Regions from separate parts of the Rattus norvegicus genome. Here region 1 is linked to region 2. Evidence: chromatin contacts called from public Hi-C data. All regions are on one chromosome and are shown on one strand. Each heading gives the region's core, a stretch centred on a gene start, on an enhancer-like site or on the middle of the called end of the contact. The rest is flanking DNA. Distances are from core to core; before and after follow the strand shown.

Region 1 (5,862 bases), core at 1,836-4,335, 250 kb before region 2:
CATGTGCCATGGAATCTGACAGAAAATGTAGAAAGCTGAATTTAATTTTTCAAGAGACAAAGGTACAAAAGACACTAAAAGTCTATGCAAGGGTGCAGTGCTGGAGACATGGCTCAGTGCTTAAGAGCACCCATTAGCAGTGCGTCTGGGTTTAGTGCCCAGCACTCACAATGCTGGTTCGAAAACCATCTGGAACTCCAGACTCAGGGGATCTGGTGCCCTCTTCTGGCCTCTGTGGGTACCACCATACATGTGGTGCACATACATTAATATAGGCAAACACTCACATACATAAAATAATATAAATAGGTTTAAAGATTTTCATAAGCGATGCATGGGTCTGTCCAGGTATGTTTTATAACTTCTAGAATTTTCCAAATGAAAAAAAAATCTACTTAACAACTGCTAATATTCTTTTAAATATTCTTACATATTCTTTTAAAATAGTTTATTATATTGCATGACTTTTGACAAATGTATTTGTTAATTCTCAAAACGTAAAACTCAGAAAAACACTATTTTTTTAAGAATTTCTTTTTTTTTGGTGTTATTGTGCATTGAACCTAGGTCCTCCTAAATACTCAAAAAGTGCTCCTCTTTACCTGAGCCACTCTTAAGATCATAATCCAAAAAAGGGGGAAAACAACTAGGAAAATACATCGGTAACGGTCGCTACTGTCAACTTGACTGGTTAGAGCAGCGCCTGGGAGACTAATAGAGTTCACAGTTTGGTTAACTTCCAGGTTACTGTGAGTGACATCTTCCTATGAGCTCAGGGCATGGAGAAACTAAAGGGGAAAGTGAGCAAGCTAATGCTGGCCCTCCATTTTTCTCTTCCTGTGAACTTTCTACCAGCATGCCCCATCTGCCAAAACCAACTATGAGTTCAAAGTGTCTCTTAACCTGTTTACTCAGAAATCTTGTCACATGAGTTTACAGGAAGTCTAACATAATTTAAAAAAAATCTCCTGTACACACACACACACACACACACACACACACACACACACACACACACACAATTATTCTCCCCCAATTCCTGTTCAGATCAGCAGTATTCTTAAGGAGCTTAAGAACAGCTTGAGCTCCTAAGATTTGCTGAGATCAGAATAACAGATACTTGAAATATATTTTGTTCTCTTAACGCCTAATAAGAACAAGCTTTTTGAAGAAAATACTTTGTGAAGACAATTTGGAATCATTTTCATTTGTTTGCTAAGAGCCGAGCAATTGCCTTTCACCGCAACATTTCTTGAAGAGGAAAAAACCCTGAAAGCTTGGGCGATATTGAAATGGCTGTAGAAAAGCTGGGTTTGCTTTGGTTTTTTTTTTTTTTTGTTTGTTTGTTTGTTTTTTTAATTCTAAGTAAAAACAGAAGAGAGCTTTGCTTATGTGATTAATCTTCAGAGGTGATGCGAATGCATATTGATACCATAGATCCACGGGTATCCCCAGAAGATGGTTCCAGCCCATGAGCTGGCATCATTTCCCCATCCCTCTGTCCTGACACAGCCCACATTTTTTGCCTATTTCTTTCTCTCTTGTGGCAAGCACGCCATGGAGATTACTCCCTTGCACTAATCGGTATGGTTGCTATTTCCAGCTCTTCTCTCTGTCACTGAAAGGAGTGAGTTCAAATGCACGCGGAAGGAAACTACTCTCCAATGTAGTCCACGGTAACCAAGAGCCATGAGATTCCACTCATAAAGAATTCCTTGGCCTGAACGCCAGAGAAGAAAGCACAGTGCATGATGCCTGCCTCAAATCTTATTCTGAGATTCTAATAGAATTGGTAATTCAGACTTTCTGGCACATCAAATTTTGCTCTAGAGATCAAGGAAGAAAGAAGTCACTATGTTTAGATCACTAGTGATTAATAACTGAGACTACCAAAGGACTTGTGATAAAATAACAACAACAACAAAACAACAACAAAACAACAACAATTCTAAGTGGGATAGAAGTAGTTTCTGCAGACGACCTCCCTACTTGTTTTACCAATTCTTTCCTTCGGTTCTGATTTCAGTCTAACCGTTGGCCCCTCTTTTAATGTTTCCTACCCACTACTGACCAGTCTTCTCAGAGGTCATGATGTGCTGGGCAGGGTAAGAGACTCTGGCGGTGTCCAGCATACGATCCGGCCAGATCATGAAACTAATCCACTGACACACAGGACGGAAAGTGTGAGAGCGCTCCAACACGGGTGACTATATTTAGAAATGCAAACGAGAAAAGTAGCGAGGAGTGGTTAAAGTTCTAGAACTGAAGCTGCACATATTTATGAGAAAAGAGAAGGGTCAGATGCAAAATAAAATCGAGTGAGAAATACAGAAGAATGAGCTCACAGAAAAAAACCCTCCACTAGAGGACTCGTAAAAACCATAGCCAGAGCAATGGAAAGGAAGAATTAAGGAGGCAAGGGAGGAAAATAAATGACTTAGAAGCACATTGCTCAGCTCTCTGGGAGCTGACCCACAGAAGAATGTTCAGTATCTGGCTTCAAGTGTGAGATGGGGATTCTGACAGTCCCAATCGACATGCTACTGATTACATGTTCCTATCAAGTGAATTATCGCCCAGTATGTACACATACTCTTCTCACTTATGCATGGTCATATCCCCCAATAGAGGGCGAGCATCGAACTTTTCTTAAGGAAAAAGTCTCTTTCAAAAAATTTTAATACTACACAAGTCTTTTCAACCTTTTCATAAAACTAGACTACGTTGATTCAAAAATTGAAATAAGTGTACCAGTAAGATTCAAGAGGAGACAGTGGAACTATAATTAATCCTCTGTGCCCCAGACACGGTATTGCCCTCTAGCTCAGCCCAGGCTGATCTAAAGCTCAGTACGAACCTCCAGGCTCTACTTCAAAGCTTCAGGTATTAGAAGCCGTCATATCTGTCAAGAATCGTCTTCAAACATTTCTCCTGGTGGTAACATTAGATATGCATTTAATTACTCAAAGTCCCAAACTCATCTCATGTGATCGCAACTTCACAAAGCACAAAGTATCAGACAGGTTACTGTCCACGAATGCCATGGATTCTCATTACACTTGAGGGACAGTTATCACGCGCACAGCCTTCCAGTTAGAATTACCCTCCTGGTGCGCGCCCCACTATGAGTGTCTCATTCTGCATCTTGGCAGAAAGGTCAGCACATTAAATGTGTGCATTCTAGACACGTTTTTACTTGCCACATACAAATATATTATATTAAAGCTTCTTGCTGAGACTTTGCCTTGATTGTGGTCATATGCCATGGTTATGTAGGTGAAGAAGATATATAAAATACCTTTTATGTAAAAACTGAAAAGACTATAATCCATTCCAACTTTGGAAGTCCCAAACTGAAAGGGATTATTTCATGAGCTGAGAAAATAGTCATTTCAAAGTAAAATTTCACTTTATGCTTCTACTCTAATAATTATCACGTTGCTTTTTTTTCTTGTTTCCTTTTTTTTCATCTTTGAAGTTCTTCTATGTCTAGGTATTAGTCTAACATTTCTGGAATCACGCGACCCCACACACTATTTTCCTCAAAGGTGGGGAAGCCAATATACGGATTAAAGCAATTTAAAGACTTCCTTGTACAGTGTTTTTGCTCTTCATGGCTAATGCTCTCCCCCAGGAGAAAGGTATCTGTGCCACTCTGCCTGCTGAGTAAATGCCGCCACCTTCCACAGGTGGATTTCAGCCTGGGCCAGGGCTGCAAACAGCACTGCAGGGGTGTGGGGAGTGTCAGAATGAAGAGGTTCTAACCACATCGAGTATCCACCATGAAGGAGATGTTGACCTTGTCACTCAGGTCATAGCATGGTGGAGCTTCTGCAACTGCTACAAGCCCAGGTAAGCCAAACTAGGCTGTTAGGAATATAGCTCTCCAAATCGCTCACTCACACATCACATGTGTCTGCAGTAACAGCATGCTGTGTTTAGCACCAGAAGGATGAATAAGGCACAGTCTGTCCTTGGGGACCCTGAGAAGCACTATCACAGCCTGTGGCAAACACAGTGTAGGTGGCAACCGTGTGCTGGAGCTCACGGAGGCCAGCTGGCACGAGGACATTGAAGAGAGCTCGTAGGTCTGTCTCTAGATTTCCAAGAGGCGCCTTGAAAGCAGCCACAATCGATAACGTATGCTGTGGAAACCTGCAAATGGTTCAAACTACCGTCTTTTCCTCCCCTGGAGGAAAGGTTGTTAAACATTTTACAGCACATTATTGCTGTTACAACACGGTGATACTTAATAGTTGGGAGTAAAGGTTGGACGATCTGGATGCACCTTTGTGAAGTAGGGAGAATAGGGTGAGGGACATAGGGAGCATTTCCCCATAGTTTTCCAATGTGTGTGCGACACCCACTAACGTTCAGAAAGTCTGCGTCTAGATGTTCAACTAGGATGGAGTCTAGATACACTGAGTGATGGTCACGTTGGGTGAGAAGGAGAGGAGGCAGGATGCGAAGCTAAAGCGAGAAGTCTCCAGAAATGGAACATAATGCAGGTAACAGAAGCAAAAAATACTCGTGACTGGATGCGTTACTATCTGTATCAAACATTAGCTGTGGAAAATAAGTGATGGGCACACGGCTGTAGGCTATACAGTCTTTTCAACGTTCTAATAGCTTTGCAATAAACATGGAGAGGGTGAACCTATGCTTGGAAGAAATTTGGTATGAGAGACAAGTGGGAGGGCAGGTTTGGGAGCCATGGTGCCTATGTCCTGACCGTCTTCATGTGACGGGGAAGTGTATGCTGCCACAAGAAGGCAGGGAATAGTGGTTCTCCCTGGCATTACAGTCTCTACACAGCTAACATAGGCAACTGAAGATTGAACAACGTCTTCACAGTGCAATCCATCAGAGCCTAAGCAGGTTAAGCACAGCTTTACAATGTTAAGTAATGAAGTTAACTATTTCTATGGAAACTTTGTAGTCATGCCTTGTAAAGAGAAATATTTTTATTTTAGCCTTTGAAGGGGAAAACAAAACAGCCTTTAAACATTACTATTATAGGGTTGGAAAGACAGCACAGTGTTATGAGCACGTAATGCATTTATATTGGACCTAACTTTGCTTCCCAACACCGTATCGGGTAGTTCATATATGCCTGTAACTCCAGCATCAGGGTAATCAATGGCCTCCTGGCTTCTCTGGGTACATGCTTGCACACAGACACAATTAAAAGTTAAATAAGGGGGCTGGGGATTTAGCTCAGTGGTAGAGCGCTTGCCTAGCGAGCGCAAGGCCCTGGGTTCGGTCCCCAGCTCCGAAAAAAAGAAAAAAAAAGTTAAATAAGGTCAGGCTTAATTTAATTTGTAATGGAAAAGCAATGTGAGTCTCCACTACTTCATCCTACTGGCTTTACATTGTTCCTGTTATTTAGGTTTCCTTCCTTAAAGGATCTTGAAATAACTCAAGTGTGTCTACAATAAGTGTGTTTAAAAAAATGCCTTATAGGACATGTACCTTCTCAAACACTACAAACTTCTCCAAAGGACAGGGCTAATTTTTCCCTTTATATTTGTTGGTAAACTTAACATTTATGTAAAATTTTAACTCATATTCGCAGATACCATATATATTTACTCTTTGTCACCTTTCCGGATTTGCTAAGTATAACAAATTCACCATTTTGGGAAACTGTACTGTCGCCTGGCTCACCGTCAGACTACTGGACACCTACGATTTTACTTTAGCCAAATAGAGCAGTAACTGAACGCGAATAAAAAGGCTACTTATGGTGTGAGACCTAAGGAGCTAAAACACGAACTATTCCAACTGCTAGAGTAAAAACAAAACTAGCTTACTTGGATGGGGAAGAGAATGCAAGAGCAGATGCTTGCAAAAGCCTGACAA
Region 2 (6,111 bases), core at 3,498-5,997:
CATTTGTACCTAACACCGATATCAGCATAAATCACATTAACTACATTCTAAGGCAGATAGATTGTTGCCTTTTATGGGCCATCTAATAGTGTCTATTTAAAGCAAAGGTTCATTTCTGTGCTATAAAACAACAACATTGTATTTACTTCTCCTAGAAGTTAATAACATTTAGAGCCATTGGAATTTCCCTAAATCTCCCTTTCTTACAAACCTTTGAAAACGTTACATCTGTGTTACCTTTACTCTTTAAGAAATCCTGAAAGTAAATGTTACAGAATACATCAACCCAATTGATAGTTAGCATCACCGATGTGTATGCTATTCGCTCAACTATATTCATGTCAGGACTCTGTCATCTGTGGTAGCAGCTATCCTAGCAAATGCCTTTCTTAACAGTTAGTGCCAATGTAAACTCTACCCACCAAATACTGATGTTTAACGATAATGGACTTAAATCAATTATACTATATTCCAAAGGAAGGCCGGACAAATAAAATCAATCAACTGGTAGCAAATTAATCGAGTCATTAAAATGTACGTAAAATAAATTTGAAAAGAGCTCTACTTCATAGCCCCACCACTTTGTTTCCTTTTGCAAATACAACAGTCATTAGTGATTTGCCAAATTCTTGTTTTCTTTCTGAAACACCAGTGCCCCTCAGCTATAAACACTGATGGCTTACATCATCAGTTACTTAGTAACAGTCTGTCCACTCCTGCATTCTTGCTTCTGTGATCTTAGACATCTTCCCAGAATCTCTCTACCTGTACCTGATTACATGAAGAGCTCAAAGGTGACAGGGTGTGCAACAGCAGCTATCGTCCCCAAACCGAACGCAAACATCTACAGAGGAGAACCAAGCACAGTCTACGGGACTCTTCCCAGGAATCTACCCTCTGACAGCCTGCCAGACTCTGAAAAGTCAATTATTATAATCAGTTTGGGATAAGGTAAAAGGCCCATTATAAAATATTTGAAGATGAGAAAAGAATTATCCAGAGCCAGAGCACTGCCACAAACACATCAGTCTAATCTCCTCCAAATACTTCTATCAAAGGGCAAACTTTACAGCCAATGGAACCTTACAGAGAGGACAGAGAAAAACAACCAAAAACAAAAGTGTCAATAGATTTCTTGAGCATACTACAAAGGAAAGAAGGCAATAGGATATGTTGGGGGTGCGGAAGAGAGCTAGTCACCCTATTAACTTCAGTCTTGTACTGATTCCAGTATTCTCCGTGTAGCTTTCAAACATGATGTGAGTCAGACATGGTGCAGCACTCCTGAAATCACCTCTGAAGACTGAGGCAGGAGGATCTTGAGTTTGGAGTAAGCCCTCAACATATATACAGTCTTTCTCAAAACAAACAAATAAAGTTTGCATGCTCCAATGTATAAACAAACAAGCAAATGGATCAAATTATCCTGGTTCCCAACAAACAGAATGCCAAAACAGTTTCTCTGAATTCTAACAACTTTTACATTTGTTTTTAAATTTAAGAACAGTCAAATAAACCAACAGATGATTCGTTAGTTGAGGTCATTGTTCTGTGGAAATAATCTAACTGAAGGATTTCTTCTTGAAGTTTAAAGACTCTGTACATGATGTAGCTGACTCAACAAGCGTCTACACTGCCATGGTGTTGAAGCTAAAACTCCACCTACCTTTCTAAGGTTGCCTTCTGGAAACACAAATCAAGAGAGCTGCAGAAAGCTGCTGTCCTATTACTATAAACAAAACCACAAGCACAGAGTCACTTGTAAATAGCAATTTGTCATCCGGCAAAAGCCAGATCATAGCAACAAAGATAACTGTAGGAAAAGGCCCTGCATGCCAAAGGACTGGTCTGACTATTCCTATAGGTATCAAGTACAGCTACTGATACATTTTATAAGAGGAGACAGGACCTCAAGAGCTCATCAAAGATAAGCCGCTTCCTGTGTTAAGGAATGACTTCGAGAAAGACAATTGACATGAAGGTTTCAGAAGCTATGAACTAAAATAATGTTTTGTGTACTGCATACTACTATGTCCACTTTAAAATGAAAAATAATTCTGTGATTTTTTCCCACTCAGCATACGTCTTCCTTTCCACTTGTTAAATGTGGATATAATATTCAAGGGGATCAAAATAGATTATCGTCTCAAAATTCTAATCCTGAAAGTCTTATGCATGACAAAATGTTGTCTGGAAGCCTGTGTCAGGACTTTTAAACCAATGACAGAAAATGAGCAAGAAAGCATGAGAGAAACAAAGCAATGGCAGGGTGCCCATCTGAAAGTCGGGAGTCATCAATATTTTTTTTCTATAAACAAAATCTTCCAGTAGAATCCCTATCAAAACAAGTGGAAGATTACAGTAATGTTTCCTATTTTGAATCTGCAGCCCACAGGTATATATCACTTCTGAAAAAAATACATGAATCAAAATTTTGGAGTTATGGATGTGCCTACATACTAGTGGAGGAAGTCATTTATAAAACCCGACACTGAAGCATGAGGCAAAAGAGCTATGGAATGGTTGGACGCTGGCTCTGCCTCTTAACTGGTAAACATATCAAGCAATTAGCTTTACACAGTTTACTTGCTGACAATGACAATGAAAATCTACATTTTAGAGATACACACTTTAGAAATCCCCGTTTGACATCTAAAAGAGAAAATGTGACAGGACTTTTTTTTACTACCAGCACATAGTGTCGTCTGAATTGTAAACTATTACTTTGTTTAGAAAACAAAGTATCTTTGCCTTGGAACTATGCCTAAATATCACACACTAAGGAGATCCTGATCACCGCACAAGACCGTTGTGCACTTCAGGATCTGGCACCAATTTTTTTTTTTTTTTTACAGAGCTATCCCTATTCCCTCTCTATTTTGACGGCTCCATGAATCCTACTTTGAAGTAGGAATGATTCCAATATAACCAAAAGGAGTGAAGATATTTTATTCTCTCACAAAAGAGAACATAACACACACCCACACAAAGCACAACACAACACAACACAACACAACTCAAAACTTTAAATGTGGAGCAAATGTAAAAGTATCCCCTGGCGCAAGTATCCTTTCTTAAAGCTCCTGAGAATATGTATCATGGTCTTAGGGCGGGCGCCGGGTTACTTTCACGTAAGTGTTCCTGGAGCAAATGACTTGATTGCTTTGCACTCTAGCTAAAGGCTCTGCTGCATAAGATACCGTCTCCGATCTCATCACACACACACACACACACACACACACACACACACACACACACACACACACACCGCCCCCATCACTCCTTCCAGTTTCAGAGGCCCGCTCTGCACAGGCTGGTGCCCATCTTAGCTTTGCTGGGAACATTGACCCCAAGAATAAGTGTCACTACTTAATCCTTTCGAATCTGCACCTCCTCCCCCATTCAGCGCTGGAATACAGTGAGACTGGTGGGATCCCTCCAAAGGATAGAAAGGGCAACCACGTTGTCCCCTTCCTAACCCCAAGCATCCCCCGGGGTTTTCACCTAGCTAGCAACCCAGAGCCATCTCCGCCAGTTGTACACATACAAGTCATCCCTGGCAATAAAGACAACCAAATAGCCTGTTACCAAGGGGGTGTTAGAAGCTTGGGGGAAGGGAGCATGGTGAGCTCCCCCCAACACACACACACACCCCAGAGGTGTGCACCAGCAGGGAACCCTTTAAGAGCAATGACAGGTCGGCGGCAGTCAGCCATGGGTGGCAAGGGAGGTCGACAGAGGATCACCACCGCTCGCGTCGCTCCGGGCCTGCGGGGAAATCCCGGGGCGGCGGCGGGGGCTCCGGTCGTCCCCCGCCTGGCGCTGCCCCCACGCGGCCCCGGTCCCCCCCCCCCGCGGCGCGCGGCAGCCGGAGCTGGGCTCCCCCCACGCTCTCCCGCTCTCTCGCGAGTCCTGTGCAGGCCCTTCCCGCGGAGGGGGAGGGGGCGCCCAGGGAACTGCTGCAATGGAGCGCCTGGAGCAATGTGCCGGGGCGAGCCAGTCCGCGGCAAGCCACGGCCACATAAAAATGCCCTATTAATTTTTTAAAAGCCATAAATCACCTCCCCTCCCTCTACAAAGAGCAAACCATAAACCCGATCCCATGCAAGCCTGCGAGCAGCCACCCACTTCCTATTTCTGTCACAGCAGCTACACCCTGCCAGCAGTCACCCCCACCCCGGGCGCCCCCTCCCGCCACCGCCACCCCCGCCACCGCCTCCCAGCCACTCAGCCATTTGCCAACTGCTGCCCCCCGGTCCACAAAAATAAATAAATAAAAATAAATACATACATAAATAAAAGCCCCCATTAGGGCCGGGTGGGCGGTGTGGGGGCAGGGCGCGGCGGAGGAGGGGATCGCCTCTTGCAGGAGATCCTAGAAGGTCCCCGGCGCTAGCTGGAGAGGGACAACCGGGGCGGGGGAGGGGCGGACGGTCGCCTGCGGCACTCGGTGCACCCCGGGCCGCCGCGGCGCTGCGCTTACCTTTCACCACCCTGTCGGTAGTCGACAACTTGGGATCAATCGCCTTGGGCTCGGACATCTCCAGTCACCGGGAGGGGGGGACAGCGACGCGCTGCTGGTCCCGTCCGACTGCACACCCCGACCGCACCGGCGGGCCAGACACTCAGCGCCGCCGCCGCCGCGCTGCAAACCGCTCGGCTGGAGCTCCGGGCTCTGGGCTGGCTCGAAAGTTACTGCCGGCTCCGCGCGTCCCTCCTCCGCCGCCGCCGCCTTCACTCCTCCTCCGCCGCCACCAGCCCCGCCGCCTCGCTCCGGGCTGCGCGTGTGTGCTGGTTATTTATTTATTTTCTGAGCACGCCTCCCGGTTCTTCTTTTATTCTTGGGGACGGGGCGGGGGATGGGGAGGAGAAGCGCACGCGAGCACCCACCCCGGCACCGACACCGGGCGCCGCGCAATGGAGCCCCCACGCGCGCACACGGTCGGGATTAAGACCGATCACATGGGGAGGGCCGGGGGCGAGGGAGGAGAGGCAGGGCCGCGGATGTCAGCGCCGCCAGCCGCGCCTCGGCTTCCCGGTGGTGGAGAGGCGGCTGCCGCTGCGGCCGCCGCAGCTTCCCCACGCCGATTGTCGCCGGGCGCCGCCGGGGCCGCGGCAGCCGTAGACGTCCCGCCGCCGCGCTCGTCCGCGATCCTCCTCTGCCTCGCGGCGCCGCTGCTTCTCCACGCACAGGAAAGAGCCGCTGAGCTCGGTGGACACAGTCCGGGGCACAACCTCGCCTTCGCCGCCGCGCCGGCCGCCGCCACCACCGCGCCCGCCTCCGCCTCCTCCCCTTCCTCCTCACCGCCCCCGCCTCCAGCGCCAGGGCCACCTCCTCCTCGGGGTCCGCCTCAGGGCCCGCCCCACGTTGCACATCGCAAGCTCATTGGCTGTGGCGCGCATCCCTCATCGCTAAGGCGGTGGTCTGTGTGACCGCCCCGCCCCCTGCTCTGTTTTCTTCGGGGTGCCAGTCAGTCCCGCGGGCCTGCAGCCTCCACCGCCCTGTGGCCGCTCAAGTGTCACTGGAGTGGGCAGAGAGGAGGGAGGCTGGGCTGGGAGTAGGGCCCCGGAGGAACTGGGCTGCAGCGTGTCACCACGCTTGCGGGTTCCCGAGGTCCCGCACACACTCCCGGGTGTGTCGCGGCCGCTGCTAGTGTGTGCATGGCCCGCAGTAGTGAGTTCGGAGACCCAGGAGGGAGAAAGAAGGAGCGCCCGACGCTCCGGGCAAGCGGCGCAGCTGCTGTAGCTGCCGCAGCTGTCCAGGGAGGATCGCCAAGGAAGGCGACGAGTAAACAGCTTACCTTGGGGAGACAGCTCTGCCTGGGCTAGGTGGATGCGGATTACTGCTGCTGGGGTGGTTAGGACGCGTGCACAACTTCAAGGGAAGAGGCGAAAGTGTGTTTGGGGCGCTGCGGGACGCGGTGACTGGCTATCCAAGGAGGATGGCAGCGGACTGGAGCCTATGTGACCCTGGCTATGTTCAGTGACCCTGGACGCCCTAGGGGATAAGAGGAGTCAGAAAGATTCAGGAGAGGTCGCCTTTTCCCTGTTGACTGGAGCTAGCAGTCATTGGTGTGGGTAGGTGACACTAAATGTCCTCCTGCTCCTTCC

The links. A called contact is a pair of places that touch in the nucleus more often than the background predicts.
Region 1: a Hi-C map of psoas muscle shows a contact between it and region 2, with 2.0 times the contacts expected there. The contact joins the enhancer-like site here to the promoter of Ppp3ca in region 2. A contact is called at or near these places in 1 of 12 Hi-C or Micro-C datasets (psoas muscle) and 1 of 1 datasets of contacts at active chromatin or transcription factors (oligodendrocytes).

The regions. Positions count from the first base shown.
Region 1 is chr2:228,091,059-228,096,920 of GRCr8, reverse strand. The region is part of intron 10 of Ppp3ca (protein phosphatase 3 catalytic subunit alpha); the gene reads right to left. Among named protein-coding and RNA genes, the nearest start is that of Ppp3ca, 250 kb to the right of the region's middle. Within about 2 kb of position 3,085, at least 11 of the 93 cell types and tissues checked have an H3K27ac peak or open chromatin away from gene starts, as enhancers often do.
Region 2 is chr2:227,838,243-227,844,353 of GRCr8, reverse strand. Ppp3ca (protein phosphatase 3 catalytic subunit alpha) reads right to left here and starts at 4,747. Exons shown (of 14, transcript NM_017041.2): 1 at 4,484-4,747. The coding sequence starts at 4,541.